4 separate regions of the Sus scrofa genome follow, and all the other regions are linked to region 1. The links are chromatin contacts, called in public Hi-C and HiChIP or PLAC-seq maps. All regions are on one chromosome and are shown on one strand. The core of a region is the stretch at or near the end of the contact, and the rest is flanking DNA. Distances in the headings are between cores, read along the strand shown.

Region 1 (2,700 bases), core at 67-2,566:
TTCACGTGACAGCCCAGACCCCACAGCTTTAGATGGTAACTTTGAAAAGGATGCAAAGAGGGTCTGGCTGTTTTATTTGCTCTCCTCCCAAGCCCCCGCTTCCTCCTTGCCTTTTTGGGGTGTGTCGATTCTCTCTTTGAGGCTGTCCTGAGAAGGCCTTGGGTGGACCAGGGCCCCTTTCTCGCCGCATTTCCCATCTGTCTGAAGGGTCCCAGTGCCTCGTGACTCTTCCCTTCCCTGGGTCTGTTACCTCGTGAGCTGAATGACATCGGAAGACATGCCCCCAGGGTCAGTGCTAAGGGCTGGGGACACTCGTTGGCTGAAAGGGCAGCAGTTAGGGAGAGGGGCTGGCAGGAGCCGTGGCATCGGAGCTGGCTCTGCTTGGAAAGAGAAGGTGGGGGCGGGCCTGGCAGCCTTCCTCGGGTGGCCCATGGCCTCGTCCGTCTGTGGACAGGGCTGGGGTCCACTGTCACTTCCAGGCAAGAAGGAAGGGTGGGGGCTGGCCTGTGAGCAGGACGGAGCTGAGCAGCCGGGAGGTGCTCCAGGAGGCCACGAGCCCCCGCTGGGAGTCAGACTCCCTCAGCAATGGGCTTGTTTCAGGTTGGGACCCGCCCCCCATTTGTAGGCACGTGATTTCCTAGACCCCGTCCTGCAGCGCACAAGGAAAAACACAGCCTGAAAAGACTGTTCTGAAACGAAGGATGATAATAACAAGCCATCCGCTGATGCTGGAAGCGCTCTCCGAGGAGGCAGGGAGGAGCCTGCTTTCAGAATTCATTCTATTTTAAAAAAGGATGCAATGCAGTTTTCCGGGAATGGGAGCAAAACAGAAAGTGGATGAGTGACGCCGGAGGTCGGTGAGCTTGTCTCTCAGGCCGAGCCCTGACCCCGCGGGGACCCAGCGGGTGGGGAAGCTGCTCAGTGTGCCTCCTCAGCCCATAAAGGCTCCAGCAGTTTCCAAGGCGAGTCTGTGGGGCGTGAGGAGGCCACACGGCAGCGTCAGACAAAACAACGCCAGGAAGTTTCACTGACAGAACGTGCTCGGTTCTGAGCACCCGCAAGCTTTCTGGAGGAGGCCTGGTCTCCAGGAAGCCTCATGGGGGCACCTGGGGAGATGCCCCTCGGTCCTCGCCCTGTGACGCCCTGACCTGGCAAGGCCTCAGTCGCGGCGGTGGGCTGAGGACCGCTGGTTTGCGGAGAAACGGCACAGACGGGGCTTCCAGGGCTGGGCCCTGCGTCCTTCCTTGTCTGAGCCCAGAGTCACCTGACCCTGGGGCATCTGCGGCCGAGTCCCCAGGAGGCCGTCCTTCCCCAGGACGGCCACCAGGTGGCAGCACACTCCGCCCAGCAGGACACGGTCCCCGCCAAACCTGGGCCCTTTCCCAGGACAGCGGTGGCTCTGCGGAGGCGAGGCCAGGTCACCCACTGCCGCCTGGCTGCCCAGGCCTCTGCCCGCGTCCTTCCACCCACTGCCGGCCGGGCCACGCGCTCACACACACACGTACACATGCACAGCCACACAAGGCATACACACCCACACCTGCACACAAACACAAATGCACGTACACACATATATGCACGCACAGTCACACACATGCACACAAGGACACACACGTGTACACACACACACACACACACTGTGAGAACCTGAAGGCTTCTGGCAATTCCCGAGTTGAAATCCTTACCCTGGGTGACCGGGTTTGGAGGCGGGGCCTCTGGGAGGAGGTTAGGACTGGGTGGGTGAGGGTCGCGGCCCCTCCCCCTCCTCCCTGGTCGGATTCCGACTCTTGTGGCTCTTGCAGCCCTCCCCGCCCCTTCCCCACGTGAGGACACAGCGAGGGGCCGGCGGAGGAGCCCCGGCTGCGCAGACCCCGCCCCGACCCCCAGCCTCCGAGCCTACGGTCCGGGTTCAGCGTCACAAACTCACAGGTCCCACATATTCTGCGGCCGCCCATCCCCCCTGCGGCTGCCCACCCCCCTTAGTGGCTTGCACTCCTGCTCTGAAGGTCAGTGGGGTGGTGACTCTGGGCTGCCCTTGGCCTTGGGTCAGTGCTAAGGGTTGGCGCAGTCTCGTGAATGACTGCGGGCAGATTAAGTGACAGGGCAGTGTCCTGCTTCCTGGGCGATCCCCGGGCCAAGGGCTCCAGCCTGTCAAAGCCACGCAGGGCGCTGACAGGTGCTGCCTGTCCTGGGCCACCCGCCAGCTGGGGATTAGAGGCGGCTGCCCCACCCCCAGCCTTGTCCCTGTGTTCGCGGGGGTTGGGGTGCCCTCTTCGGTGACCCTCCGGCATCCACAGAGTCACAGGTGCCAGAGATGCCAACAACTCAATCAGAGCACCTGGCACCAGCCTTGAACCTGCACATGCTGGCAACATGCGCAGAAGGCATGGTGACGCAGGAGCCTATCGGAGGGCTGCCCGTCCTGTGATCCAGTGACCCTGGCTGCAGGCCGGGCGCCAGCCTGGAGGTGGAGAGGCGAGTGAAGCCCTGGTGGATCTGGGCTGTCTTACGGCAGTTGGAAGGGTCCCGGCCCAGCGCTGGGAGAGAGGCCTGGGGTCCGGCTGGCGGGGCCGCCCTGTGCAGAGCGACGGCTCCTCTAGGCCTCTCTCTGTCTTCGTTAGGAAGGTGCAGTTTCTACCCCTGTCTCCGTTTCCTGTGGCCGCCGAAACCCACGGCTCCCAACCGGGCCTTGAAGCGAGT
Region 2 (2,700 bases), core at 160-2,659, 610 kb after region 1:
TTTCCTCTTTGGCGTTAAGGAAAAACACAAAGGCTGAGAGAAGAGCTGGCACAGTCCTGGCACTTTCCAGGCTCTGGTTTCTAAAATGTAGAAGTCGCAGCTTGACTCTGGAGACAGACACATGTGGCTACTGTGTCACTACACGCAGGCAGGATGCTCAGACCCCAAATCAGCATCTCCTTTGTGTTAAACCAAAGGAGCAATGCCTTTTTTCTGGCCACATCTGGGGCACACGGAAGTTCCCCAGCCAGGGATGGATCCTGAACCACGGCAGTGACCTGAGCCACAGCAGTGTCAGCACTGCATCCTTAACCCACTGAGCCACCAGGAGACTCCAGAACAATGCCTTTTTAAAATTTTATTTCTTTTACTAAAGCATATTTGATGTACAATGTTGTGACAATTTCTGCTGCATGTGGAGCTTCCTGGGCTAGGGGTCAAATCGGAGCTGCAGCTGAGACCTATGCCACAGCTTGTGGCAACGCTGGATCCTCAGCCCACTGAGCAAGGCCAGGGATTGAACCCACATTCTCACAGACACTATGTCGGGTTTTTAACCTGCTGAGCCACAACGGATACTCCCAACAATGCCTTTTAAATTTCTGACTTCTCAAGAGTTCCCTTGCGGCTCAGAGGGTTAAGGATCTGTCATTGTCACTGCTGTGGCTTGGGTTCGATCCCTGGCCTGGGGAACTGCTCCATGCCGTGGGCATGGACCAGAAAGTCTGATTTCTCTAAAATCTTTCATCATTGTGCACGAGGAAAAAAACACAAATAAGGACCTAGAAATCACGGCCAAGGCCCCTGCACTCTGCTATAACAAGCCTCTAGGAAGTGAATCCGATTTTTTGCTTCTCCATAACAGCATAGCCCAGACATCTGGTATATTACCCCAGAGAAAGAAAGCGGTCACGTGTGAGGCGTCACACAGACGCGCGGAGGCTGGTTCTCAAAGGAGCAGAGAGGTTTCCCGCGTGAGGTTGTGTAAAGAGCTGTCAGGTGTGAGCAGGAGGCACACGCCAAAGGGGTGTGTGTTGTGAACAGCAGGAACCTAACGGACCCTACACCACGGGAAAGAGACCTGCCCGCCCTTTGCCAAGAGTCACAGAAATGATCGGGGGGGGGGGGGGCGTCAGTGCCCACCAGTGAGGACGCGAGGTTCGCAGGCGATTGCTCTTGGGACAGCTGCGTCCCAGAACGCAGTTTTGTGTCTAAACGAACGGATTACTCCCGAAGCAGAAAAGCACAAGGCGGCGGGGACCGGGGGAAGGACGGGTTCAGAAAGCAGAATCGCCGGACCTGCCTCTTCCCCTAAGAGGCTAGCGCCGCGCCCCCCACCCAGCAGCATCCCTCCCCACGTTTCCGCCCTGTGTGAAATCACCACCGTTGAGTAGCTCAGGCTTCTCAGAGTTGCCCTTGAACTTGTACGTTCAGCCTCCTTCTGTGCCAGAAAGTGCCACGAGCACTGGTCCCAGGGGTTAAGTCGGACGGAAGGGAAGTGCTTCCTGGTCCCCCCTGCCGCCCCGCCCCAGCTCCTGGCACCCGCTCCCCTGCCAAGTCTTAGGAGAGGGTTTGTGCTAAAAACACCAACTGAAGCAGGAAACAGTGATATCTTCAACAACATATGTGCTGAGCAGGGCAGGAATGCACCCATAGTAAAGCTAAAAAATGACTCTCGGTATAAATAAGGTTTGCAGAACCCAAAAAGGCGCAGAAAATGATGGCGTGCCAATTTTCAGTTCGCCTAACTGGCTCCTTTTGGGCCCATCTCTCCTGTCCCTGCCATGAGGGGAACACAGGGCCACCCTTTCCTCTCCCTGCAGCTCGCCCGCCCTATAATTAGCCGAATATGCAGCATCTGAACAACAAGCTGGCCTGGCCCGGAGACCGATTTCTCATGTCTGCTCTCATAGGTCACGCGGTTATTTATGGAGCTGTTATTTTTATGTTTCCTAAATGCCAGGTGGTAGTGGAGAGCCAGGAGCCTCGGAACGCAGCACCTGCACAGCTGCGCTGGGCCGGCGGCCCGCGTCCCAGTTTCGGGTGCCCTTGCTCCAGAATGCGGAGGTGGCGAGCACGCGATGCCTGCTCTGTGACTGGGAGCTTTGGTGTTGGTGGCACTGGTACAGTGTCACCCGGATGGGAGGGAAAGGAAGCCCTGCCATCTGGAAACAACAAGAAGGGTCCCCGGGAGACACCCTGACAGCTCCCGCAGCCTTTCTTAGGGAACAGCCAACACCCAGCGGCAGATCATTTCAGAACAAGACTGTTTATTTATTAGTTTTATGTTTATACTTCCATGAGAATTGTCCTGGCCTTGTTTTGTCTCTTGGTGTTTAATCAACTTTATAAATAGCTCATCGTGGGCCCCTCCTGGATTTTTAATCGAAAATTGCTTTTAAGAAGAATGACTTCAGTCCTTGAGAAAAACAGAATCTACATTTGCAGCATTGCAGGGACACTCTTGTGCTCCCTTCGGAATGGGTTTTCTAGTTCCTTCTGGACCCCCTACCTCCTCTAAGCAAACCTCAGCACAGCTAGAGATCTGGTCAGATCACTTATGAGTCACAGGAGACAGGAAAATGCTAACCATTAGCGTTCACTCACTGATGGAGCGCAGCAGGGCAGAGAACCAGGAAAATCAGCAAAAGTGGAAAACCAAAAAACAGGTACATATACACCATGGAATACTACGCAGCC
Region 3 (2,700 bases), core at 97-2,596, 550 kb after region 1:
ACACTTTTCGAGAAGAGACCCACTCACCCCATCTTTCTGCTGCTTCCTCCAGCACCTCCAAGGTGCTGTAGCCGTGCCATTGCATCACAGATTCTCTCTTTTCTCTCGACAGGTGACTTCTCTTTGGCTTGTGGATGTCGGTGTATGTGATGGTTGCCCTGCGGTCACGCCTTTTATAGAGGCAGGAACACAAGGCATCGGGGGAAGAGGTGAAGGAATGGAGCCCCCAGGAGTGTGGAGTCACCTGTGCCCTTCCAGCCTGTCCCACTGTTAATGCCCTGGGCCTCCTGAAACCTAAGACGCAGAGGGAAATACGACACATGACACTCAGCCGTCCTTGTTTCAGCAAACAGAAATCCCGGGGGATCCCAGGGCAATTATAGGTCATCTTATTCCTCAGCACTTAACAAAGCCCCCAGTGCTAGATACTGAACATTAAATAAGCAGGTGTGCATCTGCTCCTTGTTGTTTGCTTTGTTTTTTTCTTTTTCTGGCTGCACCCGCAGCGTATGGAAGTTCCTGGGCTTGGAGTTGAATCAGGGCTGCACCTGCCGACCTACACCACAGCCACAGCAGCACTGGCTCTGAGCCGCATCTATGACCTACACTGCAGCTTGCAGCAAGGCAGGATCCTTAACCCACTGAGCAAGGGCAGGGATCGAACCTGCATCCTCACAGAGACTGTGCTGCATTCCTAACCCACTGAGTCACATCACGCACTCCAGATCCGCATTCGAAAAGCTGAAACTCGAAAGAGAGATCCGAGGAGGCAGATCAGACCGATGGGCAAAGACGTGCAGCCAAGGAGGAGGGGGGGCAGAGACTGATGGTCAGTCCACAGGGCTTTACAAGATGGCTCTTCTGGGTAAGGACCACAGTACTTTCTGGACGGGACTCTTTTTTTCTTTTTTCTTCCCCCACCTTTTTTGGGTTTCATTTGCTTGTTTGTATTTAATCAAGGTTTGCTGTAAACAGTGAAGCCAAGCTTCTCTTAATCATGCTTTTGCCATCAGGGGGTTTCAATACAAAACTCCCACTGAAAATGACAACTCCACTCTGATGAAAAACCTTCCCCACCCACGCTCTGTTTTACATTTTTTCCCATTGGTTTTTCTAAAATAGGATTGGAAAGTGCTAATGGGGTGTTTTGGAACTCCGAGTTCTTTGTGGTTTTCTAAGTCTCTTAAACAAACAAACAAACAAAAATCGGTCCTTATCTCCGCTAATCAGGGCTTACGTGTGCCTGGAAAATTAGAAGCTTCCCACGTGGCAGGCAGGGGACATAGATGCCAGGCCTCGGAAAGAAAACATCTCGTTGCTGCCGCGATGACAAAGGACAGAATATCCCCCTGTGCCCGTGTGGGTCTGGATGCCATCCAAGTTATTAATAGCCATGGTGACAGGGCTGTACATTATATTGTTTCCTCATCGACGAGAACGGAATGTGAGCCGTGGGGATTGTGACATGGAAACTATGCGGGCTGGCTCCTTTCTCCTTTTGAGGGCTTTCTGTCCTTTGCGCTTTTCACCACGGCTCGCGCGCCAACGCCTTGGTGCCGGATGCACCAGGAATGACCTCCCGGAAACAGGCTGGTGGGGACCCCCAACGGGTTTGAAATCACGTCCACAGGGGGATGGAGGCAGCTCTGATGGTTGCTCTGATCCCCGGAAGAGACTGACGCTGTACCTCTCTGCCCTGCACCCTTGTGCCGAAATGCCTATCCCATCCTCGGCTGGCCTCAACTTTCCATCTGGTCACAAGAGAGTATTTTGTTGGATGTTGGGAGTAAATCAAAAAGGGGAGCAGAGGAGTTCTCGTGTGGCCCAGCAGGTTAGGAACCAACATAGTTTCTGCGGGGATGTGGAGTCGATCCCTGGCCTCCCTCGGTAGGTTAAGGATCTGGCGTTGCTGAAAGCTGTGGCATGGCTGCAGATGCAGCTTGGATCTGGTATTGCTGTGGCTGTGGCGTAGGTCCCAGCTGAAGCTCCAATTCGACCCCTAGTCCAGGAACTTCCATAGGCCTCAGGTGCTCTTGTGTTTAAAAAAAGGGCGGCGGTGGCAGGGGGGAGTTCCCGTCGTGGCCTCAGCAGTAACGAACCTGACTAGCATCCATGAGGATGCAGTTCGGTCCCTGGCCTCCCTCGGTAGGTTAAGGATCTGGCGTTGCCGTGAGCTACAGTGTAGGTCGAAGATGTGGCTCGGATCCCACGTTGCTGTGACTCAGGTGTAGGCCTGCAGCTGTAGCTCTGATTCGACCCCTAGCCTGGGAACTTCCACATGCCATGGGTGTGGCCCTTAAAAAAAAAGACCGAAAAGAGGCTGGGGGAGCAGGACCTGGATGGTCCCAGAGCCCACTCCTCCTCTCACATACAAGTCAGCTCCAGGCACAGAAACACAAAGCCCCGAGTAAATTAAAATGAAGGAACAAATAAATCAAAAGTAACATTTAAAAAAATCTGGGGAGTTCCCTGGTGGTGCAGCAGGTTAAGGATCTGGTGTCAACGCAGCAGCTCGGGGTCTGTGGCTGAGGTTCCATCCCTGTCCAGGGACTTTTCACATGCTGGCATGGCCAAAAATAAAAAGAGACTCTGGGATGGCATAAAATAATTCACTCCCTCTTTGGGTGTCTTTTTGTTTTTTTTCTCCTCATTCCAGTTTTACTGAGATACAATTGACATAGTGCACTATTTAAATTTAAG
Region 4 (2,700 bases), core at 80-2,579, 630 kb after region 1:
CAACCAACCGTCTTTCCCAAAGACGAGCTTATGGCTTTGTTGTGCTTTTGCATTTGGAGCTCGTTTATTCACCAAAGAAATTGTGCCCCCTCCTGTGCTCACACAATCTTTTCTGGGGACACCTATGTCGTCATTTCATTTAGAATGTCACCCTCCACCCCTGAGGTGGGAGCTAGAAGGGGCCCAGGCTGAGCAACTGGAATATGTCCCCGGTGAAAAGATAGTGTCAAGACAGATTTTGTGGCAGGATTAAGGAGGAGCTGGGTCCTGCCTGGATAAAAGAAGGACTTTCTACATGAAACTTCTCCCCCCCTCTTTTTTTCTTTAGGGCCGCATCTGTGGTACATGGAGGTTCCCAGGCTAGGGCCCGAATCAGAGCAGCAGCTGCCAGCCTGCACCACAGCCACAGCAACTTGGGATCTGGGGTTCAAGCCGCATCTGCAGCCTATGCCACAGCCTGTGGCAATGCCGGATCTTTAACCCACTGAGTGAGGCCAGGGATGGAACCCGCATCCTCACCAACACTCTTGTCTGGTTCTTAACCCACGGAGCCACCACAGAACTCCAACCAGATAGTTCTCACTCTTGAGGTCAAGGAGCCCTCCAGAACCACACATGCGCAGAAAGGTTCCTCAGGGGCCAGAGAAGGGAGAGGGGCACCAGACCACAGCACATCCCGTCGGCTTCCCAGAAACCATCCTGGGAGAAGAATCCATCCATTCTGCGCTAGAATCCATCCTGGCTAAAAGATGCTTGTCACACAGATGAGGGCCCGGAGTCAGGCCCAAGGTGGGCTTAAGAGGCCAGAGGAAACCTGGAAGGAGGGCCCCCATCGGACGGATTTAAATCACCCCCAAAACAGGCGGCACTCTCTTCCCCCTTTCTGTCTCTGTCTGTCTGTCGCTCTGCCCCACCCCGCCTGCCCAGGCTTCTCTCTTGTACACACTTGATACGCTCCACCACTCCCAGGCTCCTTGCCGAATGTTTTCTCCAAAGGGACAGGGACTGGGGACCTCCATCCAGCTGGCCCTTGAGGTCTGGGAGTTCAGCGCTCTCACCCCGAAGTCACCTGAGAACACCGCCACCCCCTACCGTGTTTTCTCGGCAGCCACCCGCTTGGAAGACAAATACGCTGTGTGTTTACCTGCTTACTGTGCTCACCACCTGCCGCCCCGAGGGCATTTATTTATTTATTTATTCATTCATTTATTGTGCTCCTCCGGGCCTCAGTAGGGCCTCCCTCTGAGGGCAGTAACTCAAGGCTGTGCGGCTGATGTGCCGCAGAGAAGGACTTCCCTCTGCGCTTCCCAACCACGCTCAGAACGAACGATGAAGCAAAAACATCGCATGACCTCTTCTGGGAGAGATCTGATCCGGAGAGGGCTGTGGTTTTGCGCAAGTATGTCCGTCCAGCAAGGCAGACACTGTGGTTCTCTTGTCCCCACTTTCACCCCCACTGCATTTTGCCGAGTCATGGTTCTCCTCTGCCTGCGCCGTTTCCCCGGGCTTAATGTTTAATTAGGTGCCGATAACGGGGAAGCCAGATGAATTATGTTAGCTTTTTAATTAGCAAACATTGACACGGACTAGAGGCCGACTTTCTGAATTGTTCTGGTTGAAGGCTCCTCATGCACTGTCGAAGTTGGGCTAGGACTTAAGGAAATCATATGTAAGTAGCTTTTCCCTAAGAGGCTTAGCGAACTGAATGCAATATTATTTATATTTAATGATTCAAAGGGCCCCCTGGCAAGCCGTTGATGGATTTAATTCTATTAAAAATGTATTGGGGGGTGGGGTGGACAGCACTGCCCCGGGCACCCAAAGACGGGAAATCAGGCATCAGTAACCCAGGGGGGGCAGATCTCTCTCTTCCTTCCCCTGGGCTCACCTTCACTGGCTGAGTCCCTGGCCGCAGCCCACAGGCAGGCGCTCACAGCCTCATAGGAGGCGCTCAGCCGCGTGGTGGGGTCCCGCTTCGGCTTGGGCGGAGGCTGTTTCCGTGGTGACGGGAGGCTACTGCTGTCATCCAGGCTGAACACGGAGTGCAGAGAAGGAGATCGGGTGGATGGACTAGCCAGGGACTGGACCAGGCCGTCCACCGCCAGGGGCACCGGGACGGAGCTGCAGTGGAAGTGCCTGGGTCCAGCCTTGTCTTCAGCTCTGGGGGGACAAACACAAAGAGCCCCCCCAGACAGACCCAGCTGCATTATTTGGATGGTAACAATGAGCCAGCTCCAGGAGACATAATCACAGCCCTTTGGTATACAGCCCACCCGCGGAGGCTGGAGGATGCCCGTGGCACTGCGGTACCCGGTGCATCCTGAGAAAGCCCCCCATCCTTCCAGCCCCTGCTTCGTGATCCATAAGCACGATGGAGGCTCATCATTATTACTTAAAAAGAATCTCACACAATCCCAAGACGTCTTAAGAACTGCCACATTTGCTAGCAGGCATTGGCTGAATGCATTTTTCACACTCTGATTATTAAGCAAATCACAAAACCAGAATTTCAATCTGAATGATAATTTCTGGGAAATCCATCTTAATAGAGAGTTACTGATGCATCAAACTGCTGGGACTTCCCCACTGCTCCCCCCTGCAAAACAGAATGTACTTTACTTAAAACCATCAAAGATTTACATTTGCCCTGCCCCCCTTTCTCTCTCTCTCTCTCTTTCCCTTACCATTTAAATTCCAGCA

What was found. A called contact is a pair of places that touch in the nucleus more often than the background predicts. HiChIP or PLAC-seq counts read pairs in DNA pulled down with a chosen protein or histone mark.
Region 2: an H3K27ac HiChIP or PLAC-seq map of skeletal muscle shows a contact between it and region 1. The contact joins two enhancer-like sites. A contact is called at or near these places in 1 of 5 promoter capture datasets (liver), 25 of 47 Hi-C or Micro-C datasets (alveolar macrophages, blood, brain and 15 more) and 2 of 2 datasets of contacts at active chromatin or transcription factors (alveolar macrophages and skeletal muscle).
Region 3: a Hi-C map of heart right ventricle shows a contact between it and region 1, with 2.7 times the contacts expected there. The contact joins two enhancer-like sites. A contact is called at or near these places in 2 of 47 Hi-C or Micro-C datasets (epiblast stem cells and heart right ventricle).
Region 4: a contact with region 1 is called in a Hi-C map of liver, with 4 times the contacts expected there. The contact joins two enhancer-like sites. A contact is called at or near these places in 1 of 5 promoter capture datasets (liver), 22 of 47 Hi-C or Micro-C datasets (adipocytes, alveolar macrophages, blood and 12 more) and 2 of 2 datasets of contacts at active chromatin or transcription factors (alveolar macrophages and skeletal muscle).

Annotation. Positions count from the first base shown.
Region 1 is chr11:76,831,552-76,834,251 of Sscrofa11.1, reverse strand. No RefSeq gene overlaps it. Among named protein-coding and RNA genes, the nearest start is that of COL4A2, 160 kb to the left of the region's middle. Within about 2 kb of position 1,316, at least 24 of the 83 cell types and tissues checked have an H3K27ac peak or open chromatin away from gene starts, as enhancers often do. A contact at or near this core is called in alveolar macrophages, liver and skeletal muscle, where this site is marked.
Region 2 is chr11:76,226,135-76,228,834 of Sscrofa11.1, reverse strand. The region is part of intron 34 of MYO16 (unconventional myosin-XVI); the gene reads right to left. Among named protein-coding and RNA genes, the nearest start is that of IRS2, 430 kb to the left of the region's middle. Within about 2 kb of position 1,409, at least 5 of the 83 cell types and tissues checked have an H3K27ac peak or open chromatin away from gene starts, as enhancers often do. A contact at or near this core is called in skeletal muscle, where this site is marked.
Region 3 is chr11:76,282,992-76,285,691 of Sscrofa11.1, reverse strand. It overlaps LOC106507946 (a long non-coding RNA gene), which reads left to right. Exons shown (of 3, transcript XR_001304359.2): 3 at 113-461. Among named protein-coding and RNA genes, the nearest start is that of IRS2, 370 kb to the left of the region's middle. Within about 2 kb of position 1,346, at least 3 of the 83 cell types and tissues checked have an H3K27ac peak or open chromatin away from gene starts, as enhancers often do.
Region 4 is chr11:76,203,385-76,206,084 of Sscrofa11.1, reverse strand. It overlaps MYO16 (unconventional myosin-XVI), which reads right to left. Exons shown (of 37, transcript XM_021065905.1): 32 at 1,889-2,160. Among named protein-coding and RNA genes, the nearest start is that of IRS2, 450 kb to the left of the region's middle. Within about 2 kb of position 1,329, at least 10 of the 83 cell types and tissues checked have an H3K27ac peak or open chromatin away from gene starts, as enhancers often do. A contact at or near this core is called in alveolar macrophages and liver, where this site is marked.